2 separate regions of the Salmo salar genome follow, and region 1 is linked to region 2. Evidence: chromatin contacts called from public Hi-C data. All regions are on one chromosome and are shown on one strand. Each heading gives the region's core, a stretch centred on a gene start, on an enhancer-like site or on the middle of the called end of the contact. The rest is flanking DNA. Distances are from core to core; before and after follow the strand shown.

Region 1 (7,812 bases), core at 3,575-6,074, 58 kb before region 2:
GAAAGAAAGATTAATTTAAAAAGCCAGCCCCATCCACCTGAACAATCAGACAGGAGTAACCGGCACAAAAGGCCTTGCAGTTGTTATTCCCTCACTGTGACACTACTAACAATCTACATGCGGCAGAAAAAAATGACAAACTATACAGGGGGGTTTTCACAGAAAAACGTGGGCTGTGGGCTTAGACTCTATTACCAATCAGCGTAATGCATAGTCTTAGGAACACCAAAGGCAGACTTGCATTTTGTCCTGGCACAGGTAAAACAGCCATAAATAAAGGACCCCAGATTGACAGACAGGCTCATAAACAAGGGAGAGAACAACTTTGGACATTGGTGGGTAAATTCTCTTGCCGTATAGGTGGCGGCGAACAAGGGGACACTGTTGGTGTTCATGTCCACAGACAATTAACTTAAGGAGTCCTCTGTGACTCCTTTCTTCCGTCCTGTCTTTGAAAATTAAATCAAGGTACTTCCGAGAAGATAGTGGCTGGTAATAAAAATGGCTCCTGTCTTTGAATATAATCCTGCAGCAACAGGATTGTTTGTTTTAGCCATGTGATTTCTATGGTCTCAAGGATACTGTGTTGCCATGGAGGGGTAAACAAACAAATCAATGGATTAAGGGAATAGAGGATTTCTCTTCTTTACTGTCTCTTGCATCTTGGACTTAACAGAAAACATTTTGGAAATGAGTTTGAAAAGTAGCTGACAAGCTGTGTAAAATCTTCAGAATAAAAAGTGAATTAGCTATCACGAATCAAATGCAGAAAAAAAAAGTAATAATCATCAAAAAATAAAAATACAAAAATAATATATATATATATATATATATATATATATATATATACACCGTATATTTTGGTGTAGAGTGAAACATCTGTTGTTTTAATGGTTTGGTTTATTTCAATCATTAAGAGAGGGTTTTTTCTGTTTCTTTCGCTTGAAGTGAGATGGTTTCCTTCTGCACTAAACAGATATTTTTTTTAAACAGCCAATAGCTTCAGAGATGTTTTTTTTACTCTTTTGAATGAAAAGTACTCAACTTTCCCTTGACATGAAGCTTGACTGTGTGGTGGAGAAACTTGCCAGCCATTTTCATTTGCATACGAGGGGGTTTGGAGTGCCGTTGTCTTCTCAGTAATGACATCAAGCCAGGCTGCACTCTAAGGAAATGGCCCTTTAGCAATATTGTTGAAGATACACTGGAGTATTGTGAGCAATCAAAAAAATCCTCCACCACAGCCACAAATATAATTCTGGTGTTTAAGAGACCAGCATATATGAATAGTTACTTTTTTGTCATTTCTAATTTACTGAATGTTAATCAAGCTCTCTTTTCCTCTTGCCCTCACGTTTCTTTTTCCTGGAAAGTGGGAGAGTTTGCATGGATGCAGCCATTTTGGTTTTCGCAGCCTTTAGTAATCCAATTTCACTGCATATTTTTGATATGACTCAAGGAGCACAAGTGGGGACTTGCTTTTTGTCCCCTCTTTACCCTGAACAGTCCCTATAATCTGTATGTGGTCAAGGAATGAGACTGAGAGAACTTCCAGCAGGAGGTAGGCTAAGACCACTTACACCTACCTCACTTCTATGGCCCTTTGCACAGATCCTTTTTGGGCCATTTCTATTGCTTCTGACAGCTACACATCCATTGGAGAGAGACAGTTTTTATAGTTGAAAGTGTAATGGGAGTTGAGAGCCAGTCTGCTCTCTCTGTCTGTCTCTACCTGATAAATCATGTAAGGAGAGGGGGAGTGTGAGAGAAGGCCTGCACCTCACTGAAGGACGATGTTTAAGTTTCTGACTGCGACCTAGGAGGGGTCCAGAATACCTTTCCCCTGCCATAAGTCCACCTATTTACTTAACGCCATTGATGCTGTTTGTTTTGAAAACATTCCTATTTTTATGGCCAGTTACCAGTGGAACAGGGTGCAATAAAAACAAAGGTCCTCCTCCTCCTTTCTGTTAGTTCTCTGAACGTCCTTGAACAGAGCCGGGCCAGGAGAAGAAAGAGACAAGGGCAGAAAGGGGAGAATGCAGGTGATTTCTTTTAGAATGATAGTGTGATAGTGATGTCATGTATTCCAGCCCACCCCATTGTGGGATAAAAGAATGTCAAGGACCATTCTAGAACACAAAACTCTGATTGTGCTGGCACCGGAAAGGCACAGCTAAGAAACCTTTGCAGTGCTCTTCTGTTCAAAACCTGCATCCTCTGGACAGAGTACTAAAGCTGACGTAGAAAAGGCAGGGGAGAAAAGCACAGCTTATCTCCGGGTAAAGTTATGTGCTGAGGTATCATTGTAGACAGTAAGGCACCGTGAAAGAGGAAAAAGGACAGTCAAACATAATGCCCACAAGCTTGGGAAAGCGAAGACTCCCATCATCTGCACTAATTAACTACACAAGGTCTCAGAAATATGGCAGACGACGTTTTATCACATGAGAAGCAGATTATCTGGGAATTGCAACATAGTTGAATTACAGACATTAAGGCACCACAGGCTTTTATCAAATAAACAATTACTGTACGCTTTGACTACTTGTTTATTTTTGATCTTGATTTATTGGAACATTTCTATTTTTAAAGAATCAAACCCCATATGAACCTTCACTAGTAGAAATATCCATAAACAGAGCAAAATAATACATCGATTGTCTACGACAATTATGTTTCCGATTTGTACGTCGATAATCAGTAACCCCCTAAGTGAACTTCCTCCTTTTTCAATAGATGATCATTTTTGGAGCGTAATAACATTTTAGATGGTGAAATATTTCCCCCTTTTCAGCACTCTACAGAACCCAGTTCATTAGGAGAAATGAATAGCTAACACCGGCTCGTTTAAATGGGGTGTCTTACATGAGTTCTCGCTACACTCTGTTTCTGTCACACCGCTGCAAGAATCATTGACTCCTATTATACATGTAAATGGCTATCATAAAAATAAAAATTTCATTTAAGATTGTTAATGACTTTTGCAGCAGTCTGGCTTCCTTTAATGATTATCGCCTAGCCCTAATTAAAAGTATTTATCTTTCAAGCATCCATGACTAGGCTCTCTGCTATCAGTGATGCTCCAAATAAAACAAAATGGAAGGCGCCACAAAAGTTGTATGTATCACTTGCCTGAAATGATCTAAACTAGATTATTAGCAAATGAAGCTATATCAATCACATACTGAAAGTCTGATCATATTGCGATAATATAGACAATCAAAAGAGGCGATTCTTAGAAAACGTCATGTATGCTCTTAATTTTATGATTGAAAAACTATCTGTTAATATCATCTTATATAACTCTGGTTTATTTTAGTGAGGATAAAGATGAGAATAAATATGGTCGAGATTTAGCGTTGGGACGAGCCGAGTGAGTTTCAGTCATGTGGGGTGTAGGAATCTCCAACATTCCTCTGCAATCTTAAGTGGCACCGTCATACGTTTCCTATTTATCGTCAAGTTACAGTAATGTCTCCTGACTCTGCTTGCCCCTGTCAACTCACTGCATGTCAAAATGTGGTTTGATCTCATACACTTCCTATGACTGGCATGCACGGCCAATCGCTGCCCCTGTTACTGTGGAGGTGGTGGAGGGGGAGGAGTTGGCTAACCTATCATCTCATGGAAAATCAAATAAATCGGAAAAACATTTTGGCCGTGATCCGTGCGCTTCTGTGTGTGTGTGTGTGTGTGTGTGTGTGAGACACTCACCAGTACCGTCGACTGAGGCGTGCAGCATGTCGTTGTCATGCCAGACATGGTCTACTCCACTGTCCCTCATGTCATCGTCCTCATCCTCCTTTGTCATCAGGGTGTGGCCCACCCTCGGGGATCCAGCGTCGTGGTTGTTCAGGCTGGCAGGGCTGCCCACCCCGTTAAGTAGGCCGTCCTCCTCCGATACCAACAGCTTGTCCTCATCCTCTGTCTCTGAACCAGTATCCATCACATTCTCATAATTCAACGCTGCAATGAGGGAGAACACAAAACAAAACAAGATGGGTCACTGCACAGGAATTCACGTTTGGTGTTCATTGTACTGACGCTGAAATGGAAAAAAGGTCAAAGAGGATTATGTCCTTAGATGAAGTCATGATTGCACTGCACTGTTAGGAGCAAGTAACACAATCGTTTCGCTGCACCTGTTATAACATCTGCCAAACTGTTTAAGAGACCTATAAACTTTGATTTTATTTGATTACAGGTTTAAACCCATTCCTGTTTGAGACATGGGCCCTTTCTTGTGGGGGTACATCCCAATTACAACAACACCCACCGCGACAGACTGGAATCTGTAACTTTAACCATCATGCTGTGTGGAGTCAGTCAGCTGCTACGTAGACACGCCAAAATAGCCACACATTTTCTCCCGCAGTAGACTGCCTGAGATGCCAACCTAGCTACACCTTTCAGTTGGGCTCACAGATCTAAAGCATACCCAACGTGGCAGAGATACTCTGCACTTCTGATATTTACAAATGTCAAATAGCCATACCACCCTGGATTGAAATGGCTTAACCCCTAGTCATTTCATCACATTCACCACTCCTTAAGTAAGTGACGTACCTACTGTACTGTATTTTCCCCCAGAACTTGACAGACATCAACCGTCAAGTCAGATCTTTACAATGATAGATGAAATAATACATACAGTATAAAACACCCCTAACTTAATCAAAACAGGACCTGCATCCCACTCCTTTCCCTCCATTTCCTCTCCTCTTGTCTTTTTCAGGGAGTGTTGTCAATGAGTCATGGTTTGCGGAGGGAAATACTGCGCAGTCGAGCCCCATATTAAAATAACTCACACAAGTAGCGGCCCGCTTGATTCCACAACACTTGGTCCCAGACACATGGCAGCTTATCTTAAAATAGGCAGCCTGTAAATAAGGGCTGTGAACTCAATTGAAGGTGGCTGTTTGTGAATTAGTCTGCCCTCACAAGGCTGTCTCTCTAGCCTCTCCAGTCTACACACAAGGTCCATAAATTGTCTGTCCTACGAAGGAAGTCAAAAGACTTATTAGAGGAATAAACACAGGACATTAGCTCAGCGAGAGAAACAGGACCGCCACATCACCGCATCACACACCTCACTGCTAGTTCCTAAAACACTACTCTGGAGAAACAGACTCAAAACAACCACAAAGGGGGGAAATCAGAGTATGACATCATGGGAACCAATTTCAAATGTGGCTAGGGGAAGACGAGGAAAAAGCAGAGTGCAAAAATGTTTAAGGTCCGTTTTAATTGCTGTACTGTAGCTATAAATGACTACTAAATAAAACTCTAATAGCTTCCAAATTTCCAAAACTGAGAAGGGAAAATAAATCAGATATTTTCTTGTTATATACTATGGAGAGAAATAAGATTACGTTGAGCATATACAGTATGTTCATACATGATCTTTGTATAATCCACGGGTCTGCACTTGCCTTCCGAACAACAGGCGCAAATTAAAATGAAAACGGCTGCGTAGACAGGGCCAGCAGAATCAGCTGACCTGGTTAGAATACCAATTGACGGGGGAAACAAAACCTTTTCAAGAGGTGTGACCACAAGGGTTTAGGCAAGTTCAGACTGGGTAATGCCCTCAGACATGAAAAAAAGAGAAAGCCAAAGAAAAGCCAAAAAGAAAGTGAGACATTCAAACTCCTGCTGTGTGGTCCCCGATATACCTTGGCCCACAATTGATAATATGTTATTATTATTATTATTGTATTTCCCCTTTGGCCCCTTCCCAACTTACCCCTAACCCCCTACCCCCCTAACCCCCCCCCTAACCCCCTAACCCCCCTTCTTAGCAACACAACGTGCTGTGGACTCCCTACTCCCCTTTCTCCCAGGCAGGTTTCTAAGGGTGGCCTAGCAGGCGGGCGGCAGGGGGTAACAAAGAAGCAGGAGGCCTGGGAAGCTATTACCCCGCCCCTGCAGACCTGATCTCTGGACACAGCCTGAATACTGACAAATACCCAGGAGGGGTGAATGACATTATCTAAGGATGGACAGGTTTTAAAAGGCCTTTCTTTACACCCCAAAACTCTCATAGGGAATTTTTCAGTGTACTATGGGTCTATGTATAGCGTATTGGTTAACGCATGAAAAGAGGTGCTACAATGTGACGTCTTCAATATTGAGCAACGAACCTGGAGACAATGGACCTTGGACATAGAGGAGACGTGAAGATCACCCCACTCCCTGCAAACCTCTAGACATCTACAGTTGTCCAAACCAAACCATGAAAAGCTTCTAACGCCAGATTGGGGATCTGTGCTTCCATACAGGTCTACATGTTTTAGGGGAGAGGTAGGGAGTAGGAGAGGGGAGCTCGCTGGACGTGATCTCCAAGCTAGAACATTGGCTATCAGACAGAGCATTACTCACCAAAGAGCTTGGAGAAGACAAAAATGACAGTGTGCAACTTGTCAATCAAAGAAGCATGTAGCATTGACTTCAGAAAGCCTGCTTTGTTTAGGTGACATCTCTGACAGACGCCTCAGTATAATATAAGCACCAGCCTGACGTCGGGCATTGTACTCTGAAACAAAGTCATTTCGAACCTACTAATGTTAGCCTACACTCTGCCATTATTTTGTTCTATACCTCACCGCTAATCAATCTTTTGTGTTTCTAGATGAGATAGACAAAGAAATCATCATGTTTACTTTCTAGGGCTACGTTTTCTTTCAGATGACACTTTCTATTTTTCTCCTGCTTTAGTTTAAGTGCCGCCCTCAACAAAGGCAATTATAGCTGGCATTTTGACTGATGCTACCTGTTACCAGCTGATTCTCACCAGCTTTCTTCTTTCTCCTGATTGGAGGTAAATAAAGGGAATGACTTTTACAGATAATTAAAATGACACTTGTAATTGCTCACTTGAGTCTTGCTTAATATCAGGCTTATACATGTCTGACGTAACCCTTTCAGAACTCTGGTATTAGGCTGTCAGGCATAGCAGTACAGAGGGCAGTTTCAAAAGTGCATTGATTATGATGTCTATAACCTTCCATAATGACAGCTTTTTGTGGAAGGTTGAGAGAGCGAGTTCTCCTTTCATTGTCAGTGACAAAAAAAAAGGAGTCTGATTGGAATCTCATCATCTTTCTTAAAACAAATAAAGACATTTGACAATCGATATTTCTACTGTGACTGTTTCTCTGTACCCTTATAATAAAAAAAAAGGTCCTATCAAGTCATCTAAAAGTAAAAGATTCTTCCAAAGAGAAAAAACAGCGTGTTAAGAACAAAAATATGACTGTGTTTTACTGTCGAGCTGTTAAACAAACCCTAACTCTCACACTACAAAATATCCGTGTCATACATGCATACAAACCTTGAGTCATACACTGACCATCTGAACATGCCCAAAGCACACACTCAAATAAACATACTTGGGTGAATGTGCTGCAAACGTGCATCTGTGTGCCTACTCTTCCCCTTTCCCTACACTCTTCCACAAAGCCCTCTCAACAGGCTCCCGAGCTGGGAGGTGCTGGATCTGCACTCGATCCGTAACGAACAACCCAGAAAAATATCCAAATAACCCCTTCTGTCTGATGGAACAGTTGAGACAGAAGGCGCCAGAAGATCAATTCCACCCGGTGTGTCACTGTGTCCATCACAGTACCCTATATTTGGGGGCAGAGACTTTCCAGTTTCCAGCCAGCTTCCCGTTAGATGCGATGGGGAAAGGTGGTAGGTGACTCACACTGAGAGCCTGGCTAACTGGCCGCTGAGGCTTAGCTCCAGGTAATGTTGTGTTTCCTGTAGCTATCAGTGTCGGTAATGAGCAAGGACATTCACCCTATT
Region 2 (7,406 bases), core at 836-3,335:
GATCCTCATATATAGCTATATAGTGGTGTTATCTATCGGCCAGACACACAAGCTCAGCTCCTATGACATCTCTCCATGCATCCAGGGGAGAAAATAAAATCCACTCTGTCTGAATAGCTCAACCACAGCATTCCCAAAGGGAGAGAGCTATTGAAGGCATCCCATGACGAGAAAATGTAAATAGGGGGAGGGGGGGCAACTCAGTGATCACAATGGCATATTCAAAAAATATGATAGAATCAAGAATGTCGAATTTCTACTTGCTCAGTCAGCCTATAATATGTGCACGCTGCACACCACATCGGCACTGAGGGGGAAGCGACTAAAATAACATGTTAATTATTTTTGCATTGAGAGTGTGTGAAGTTGCTTGCTGCTTGTTGCTGTTGCAAGGGGGGAATTTGAAAGGATTTTTGTTTCTGACAAATGCAAATGTCAATCAGTCAGCCTGTGTGTTTGTCAGAAAAAACACTTACTTGAATGGAGTGTTTTAAAGTAATCCAAACTTTTGTTTACTGGAACAGGTGGGAACTGGTGCTCAGAGGCAAGAAGAGGCAAGAACATTCGTATCTCCTAGAAACTACAGTGAAAAGGGGAACCTACTTTCACTCCTGTCTTTTGTTATTCAGAACAACAACAAGCTTGAAGCACCAATGACTCTCCTTGTATTGATTGTACAAAATCAATACACAAAATTTAATAAGGAAAAGAGCCACATAAAGGGAGACATTTCATAAGTATAAGCAAAAATTCATACGCATTTGATAAGGCTACTTTGTACAACAACAATGAACATCCAAAGCATTCCCGTCTGAGAAAAGATCTCGGGACCCAGACGTGGTGATGCTGGATTTACTTGTGCACGGGGTGTATTGTAGTCTACAGTCCACAAAAAGGGAAAGGAACAAACGTCTATTCCCTGCGAAAAGCGATCCACGCCATGGCTCAATAACTCCCAACATGTAACACAGTTCGGTGGGTGGACAAACAGTTGACAATAGCAGAGTGACAAATGTATCCTTCACCGCTATTTGCTCCACACAAAGCACTTCATAATGCTAATAATAAAATAAATGACACGAGACACACCACCGGTCAATATCACCATCTTAGCGCACATGCCATATTATTTGGTTATAATACATTAGTAAACTAAGCTATTGCAGAATGTTCACTGCGAATTGTCCACCCATGTTCTGTTTCATATTCTTGCCAGTTGCCAACGGTTTGGGACACTAATCATTTCCTACTAAAAGGGGACTATGCTTCGAGAGAAAGCAGATAGACACTATAACAAATCATTTGGGTACAACGCGAGGACTAAACATACCAATAACGTTTAGACATATAAAAATGAATTACATTAATGTCATAATATACTCAGGGGTGTGAGAGACTCTAAGCAATGTGTAGCATAAGGAACAAACACTTGCTGAATAAAATGCTCAAACCACTAAATCTACAGGTACGTCAACTACAGAACAGCAAATAAAATCAGTCCTCATCTAACGGGTTTGTCTTGGTGGAAAATAAGGGACTTCGCTACTGAACCGTTATCTGGGCAGGGAAACTTTCTGAAATTCCTCCCACTGCTACTCAGTCTTTTCGCACAACGATAAACTCTCAACTTATTACAACTCCCATCAAATCGTCTCTGTAAAAATTACGAAATGAGCAAAGACGTTGTGATCCTAATTTCACAATGAAGGATAGACAGTCCCGCATGTCCACAGTACAATACTGACACATTACGCATTCTTTCCCAGTTAGAAGTGTCCCTTTATTTCCTATGAGACGAGAGCAGAACAGAACACGCATTTGGCAATTCGTAGCCAGCCCCTCTGAACTACAGTCACAGTGACAACATTACAACTCTAGATCCACAACAAACATATTTCGCAAATGACAGTTTGTTATTTTCATGTCTTTTCTTACCGTTTTTCCTTCTTGGATTGGCTTGTTTTCGCCTCTTACACCTGGGGCCATCCGCCATGATCTCGTGCTTCATTGATAAGAGTGGATCAGATGGCAGCTCGCATGGACTCGACTCCTTGAATCAGCAGCAGCAGCACGCAGGCTCAATATCTAACAACCAAACACAGGCAGCAACAATGTGGGTACACTGGACTGACTGGGAGAACATATTTCAATATCAGGCGCCAAATAAAACAGAAAATAATAGAAAAACCATTTATTAATATACAAAACGTGTATTTTATACCTATGCTAAAGTACGATAAGGGGTCGATCAATGTATTGTTGATCTGTATAATGCCAGTGATCGGGATGATGATAAGTGGAAGTGAACATTGACGACGGGGAAGGAGAGGATGCAGAGAAAGGGGGAGACAGGGAGTTACACCTTCAGTATGAGGCATAATTCAGACGGACTGGTCGTGCTGGGTTAAGCATGCGTTTTACATTGTTTTAATTCAAATAAGTAAAGTTTTACCATTGCTCCTTTTCTTTCTTTTGTGCTGTTTTCTTTTTATGTTCTGCTTCGATATATATATAAAAAAATAACTCGTACATCGCAAACAGTAGGCCGACATTGGTTTATCTGGGTTCATGTTTTTTAACCTACATTTTTTTAAAATTGAGAGTAACCTATATTGATGATGACACAATGTTAAAGTTATGAGTTCAACGATTTGCTTTGTGTCAAATGTAAATATCAGAAGGTTGAAAGAACAGTTTCACTCCGCCAGGCAATATATCACTTACAACACACAACAATAAAAAAATATAAAGATGATACAAAAAGCTATGTTGTGAAATACGTAGGCCTAAATGCCTAAATGTAAAAGTACTCCACCATTAATTTACGAAGATTACATGTGTTAATTTAAGATTAATTTTAGATAGCATGCATATTTTACGTTTTAGGCCTAGCATGCTGAAATACGTACATAAATAAATAAGTAAAAAAACAGACAAAACATGAAAACATTCATGCTTTCAATGGACTAATCGAGCAAAATGAGCGGGTTAATTTCTGTCATTGGATTGTATTACTATGGGGAACGACCCACGACAGGAAAAACAAATAAACACACAAAAACTAACAAATACCACAAAATGATGTGTCAACAAAAATACAATTATCCAGACAGGATATGAAACATATTATAGCTATCTGAACAAAATGATGTAAATGACATGGATATGATACGCGAATATTTACCCTATTGTGAGACAGACAACTTCTGCTCTACGAAACCAAAGGATACAGAAAGACACTAACAAAAACGAGTTGGATACAAAAGGGTGCAGGCATGGCTCGGTGAAACTGAATCCAAAGCTGAATAAGAGAGAGCTTCTTCTCTTTTTTTTAATGGTTTTTCGGCTCGAAGAGTAGGTTTTTCAGCAAATTCTACAAAACTGCATCTTCTCTGATGAAACGCACTGCAAGCCTAGATACTTAAAGCGCACCGCTCCCTCATCCACCTGTGCAGGTAGAGAAAGTTTAACGTGAACGCAATACTATAGCACCAAAGCCCCTACAAAAGCTCTAAGTCGCGATCTCAAAAATTATAAATGACCAATTGTATAAAGTTTATTAGTCGAGGTAAAGAAACGGACACATACCTGATTTCCTATAGTAGTATATTTTCGGTTGACTTCGGTTGTAGTGATAACAGGAGACTGCAGCGGTAAGCAATTGTGGAGAGAAATGTGCAGGGATCCTTGCAATGATAATAAAGCCTTAGAAATAGTGGTTCGAGAAGGACCGTTATTCCTGCTAGGGCAGGTTAGGACTGATCTCTTTCAGACACTCCAGGAAACAAACCTGGGGACGGACTGACGTGTTACGCCTCTTCTAATGACATTTTTTCTTTCTCTTTTCTGTAATACAGAGGAGAGGAGAGAACCAACCCTGGGACACGCGCCACCTATCGTCACGGGAGGGGATAATTGAGCAGGACCAAACGTGAGCATCTTTTGCTAAACGTGATACGTTTTTTCTCTCTCTCCCAAGCTGTTTGATCCGAGTGAAATGAACTGTGACTGTCGGACTACGACTACCATGTATAGCAGCCGAAGAAGCAAGAATATTATCCGGAAGAAGAAAAGTTGGAACACTCTCATATTCAACGCACATGACCACAACTGGAAGGGGGGAAAACGGACCAAAATGATAAGCGTTGGAAGTTTGACTGACTCTCACACATACCAGGGATGAAAATGTAAGGTTTGCAGAGTTAAGGAAGTGAGCATCAGCGGTTTGGGTTGTTCATGTTTTATATTTGTAAACGTTTATTTATTTGCCTCCTCTATAGACGTGCGTTTATTTTTACTATCGCAATAACCACTATGAGCATGTATAACGGCGCGTGCCCCATGCATCTACAAGAGCGACAGAGATGTGTATGTTGAGATGCTTCTCGCACTTGCCAGGTGGAGTCAGCTGCGTACAGGTACTTTAGTTGAAGTTTTCCCCGTGTGTTTTAAACAAAGTCTATGTGCACTCATCACTCTGACCAGGTTTGAAATACGTCAAGGGTATACTTTATTCCTTTTTTTCCACAGGTGTTATTCAAGGTTATATCGACGAACATATTTCACTCTATTGCAACTATATGCCATGGCTATTACTCCAATTAATGTTCCTCTATTTGATTTATTTATGTATTTCCCTGTGATGCTGCTGCTTCATTTTCTGTCTGTCTCTCGCTATAGATGGAGAGAAAGGCTCCACCTTTGCAACGCTGTGATTGGTTATGTAAATAAAGTATTATATTTGCTGTCCTGTCCTATGCAGTTATCAATTGTATGGATAATTAAATCATCAATCAAGATGCTCGACTGTTTGATGCCTTTGTCCAAAGCCAATCAAATTCCAGAGAACTCGGAAGCACAGCTCGAGAGGAAAAGGTGCTCAACATCTGGCATTAAATGTTCCAAAAAGACGGTCGATATAGACAGAACAGCTGAAAATAGATTGCTATTAGAGTATTTTTCAATATTCTTATCTGCAATTAATTTGAATGAATTATATATAATTGTACTAATTATAATTCTGATTATTATTAACAATATGAATATAATGTTGTATTTGTAATATTATGATTATTATGTTTATTATTACATGTACAGTACTGTATTTATTTGCAGCCTACTACTCTATTTATGTTGCACTGTTATATTTTCATTAGCTAGTTATGTACAAAATAACTTTGTTGTCATTTGTGCAGCTGTTATTGGTCGCAGCCAGGTGATAGAGCGTCACAGACTTGAAGAAGGGGACCCGCTTTGCTGCAGCTGGTAGGTACGCTACTCCTAACTCAAGTTTTGCAGCTCCACGGAGTTATCTGCTTTGTGTGTTAATGTCATGTACAGCGTGTGTGAGAGATGAAGACTGATGTAGGCGTGTGATTCGCTTCCGACTTTGACAGCAAATAATAGCCTACAATTGCATGCCAGATAAAGACGCAAAGTCATTCATTTTAAGTGCGCACTGAATGTATGTCAAGCAAGTGCAGGGTCTCTGTCTGACTTGCCAAATCCCTCTGTGCTGCCGCGCCACAACTGGAGCGGTGTCCCTGCTCATTCAACCCCGCGCGCTCTGAGTGACACCGCTCCTTGCTTTCAGCTTGAATATTTTATACAAACATATACAGCGTGAAAAGGGATTACTGACGATAGTTGACCTATAGGGGGACTTTAGGGTTAATGAATCTGTTCATTTAATTGAGAGGAAACACAACACACTCTTGTGGCTCTAGAAAGCAAGTGTCTTTATTTGTACGTGCCATATTTGCTGGTATGAATATCAATACAGCATATATATGCCCTATATGCCCTTTGTCAGTTTTATCATTACTTATGTATTTAGCAAGGAATCAAATATGACCGTTTCATGAAGCAGGAAATGCATATAGGCTATGTCAATTTCAACTAGGATGACATTTAAATGATCATGTGGTGCAACAATAAAACTGTATAGCTTATATCCTATGCACCACAGAAGCAGTACTGGCCTATGGTTTAAACCATAGTGCTGCAGTACAGAATACACAGTGGAATCAGTAATGATCCTGGTATTTAGCCTGGTAATTATTCAACCAGTCAACTGGTTTACACACCTGTCAGGTATAAGGATTCTAGCGTTAAAATACCGCGCATTTAGATTTTTAAACAAGCGATGATTACAAAATATGTCAAAGTCATTACTGACCGTTTAGGGTCCCGAAATCACCCTCATCAGGTGGAACATATTTTTGCAAGAAAAGGGGAAAGGTGGAGAATGACGAGTGAATCCAAGACCTCGTTTTTCTGCCCCACTTTGAATGGAGAGAACAGATGGGTGACTCCGTTCAGTTCATAGACTCCACTGCTGAAGCACACTACTGTTCATGATTATATCAGGCACCAGGTTTTAACTTCCCACGTGCTATAACAGTGTCATAGGCATAATACATATTTTCTTTGTATACTAATAAGATGTTTTGTCTGACCACAACACGTTGGCAAGATAACTTGACAGGTAAAAGTACAGCGGTTGCACAAATCACAGTCTGTTGTATGATTACAAACCAGCCACAAAATGATTCTATTTTCCCAAAGATATATCATTTCTGTTGTCCTCCCCCTACAGTCCCATGGAAACACAGCTATTTTGGGATTCCAACTCCCTGCAGGACTGCTGTTCTGTGCTGAGAAAGGAGCGGCGATCGCGATGGAATTGCTCCCTGGAAATGTTACATCTATGCTAAAACTTAGGAGGAGGAGGAGGAAGAGGAGGAGGAGGAGAATGCACAGGTGGTGGTGGGGAAAGAATCTAATGGATTGGAATCCCCAAACTAAATAAGAGAGCGAGGGGTGAGGGGGATGAGTGGAGGAGGAGGAGAACAGGACTGTGTCATTTCCTGTACATGAGAACATACCCCAAAGCTGCTCTACATTTCACTGTTTTAATGTCTCCCCTGAATAATTTCACATACCACAAGTACGGTATATGATACATTATGTTAAGTAAGATTTATGTTGAAGACAATTCAACGTCTTACACCAGGTATGACTGCCTTTATGACTACTTATATCCTATATACCGCTGACAGCTCCTTTCAGCGATGGTGAGTATACATTATGTCTGAGGCCCTAAACATACAGCTGACAGCCTTCTAAAGGTGTTCGGTATACAATACAATGTATAAGGGCCTAAATGATAATGGTGTGACACAAAGCATCTTTCCCAGTTCACATCTATCCCTCTAGTTTGTTTGTAACTCTCCCTCTCTCTCTCCCTACACTACAATGACGACAACAACATTGACTGTAGATCTCTCTATGGGACCCGTTCTGTGATATTCTGAAACCCACTGCTGTAAATAGCTGTAGATATTATGCCATTTTAAACTCCGCCGCTGCTCGCAGTGTACAGAGTAAAGAACATGAGCGATTGT

Evidence for each region. Hi-C and Micro-C count contacts between places; a contact is called where the count stands out from the background.
Region 1: a Hi-C map of muscle shows a contact between it and region 2, with 5 times the contacts expected there. The contact joins the enhancer-like site here to the promoter of LOC106575232 in region 2. A contact is called at or near these places in 2 of 3 Hi-C or Micro-C datasets (gill and muscle).

What each region holds. Positions count from the first base shown.
Region 1 is chrssa17:11,258,368-11,266,179 of Ssal_v3.1, reverse strand. It overlaps LOC106575232 (zinc finger E-box-binding homeobox 2), which reads right to left. Exons shown (of 10, transcript XM_014151610.2): 2 at 3,718-3,972. Among protein-coding and RNA genes, the nearest start is that of LOC106575233, 58 kb to the right of the region's middle. Within about 2 kb of position 4,824, at least 1 of the 13 cell types and tissues checked has an H3K27ac peak or open chromatin away from gene starts, as enhancers often do. A contact at or near this core is called in muscle, where this site is marked.
Region 2 is chrssa17:11,198,443-11,205,848 of Ssal_v3.1, reverse strand. LOC106575232 (zinc finger E-box-binding homeobox 2) reads right to left here and starts at 2,085. Exons shown (of 10, transcript XM_014151610.2): 1 at 1,936-2,085. The coding sequence starts at 2,008. LOC106575233 (a long non-coding RNA gene) reads left to right here and starts at 1,949. Exons shown (of 3, transcript XR_001321708.2): 1 at 1,949-2,113; 2 at 3,858-5,265; 3 at 6,599-7,406.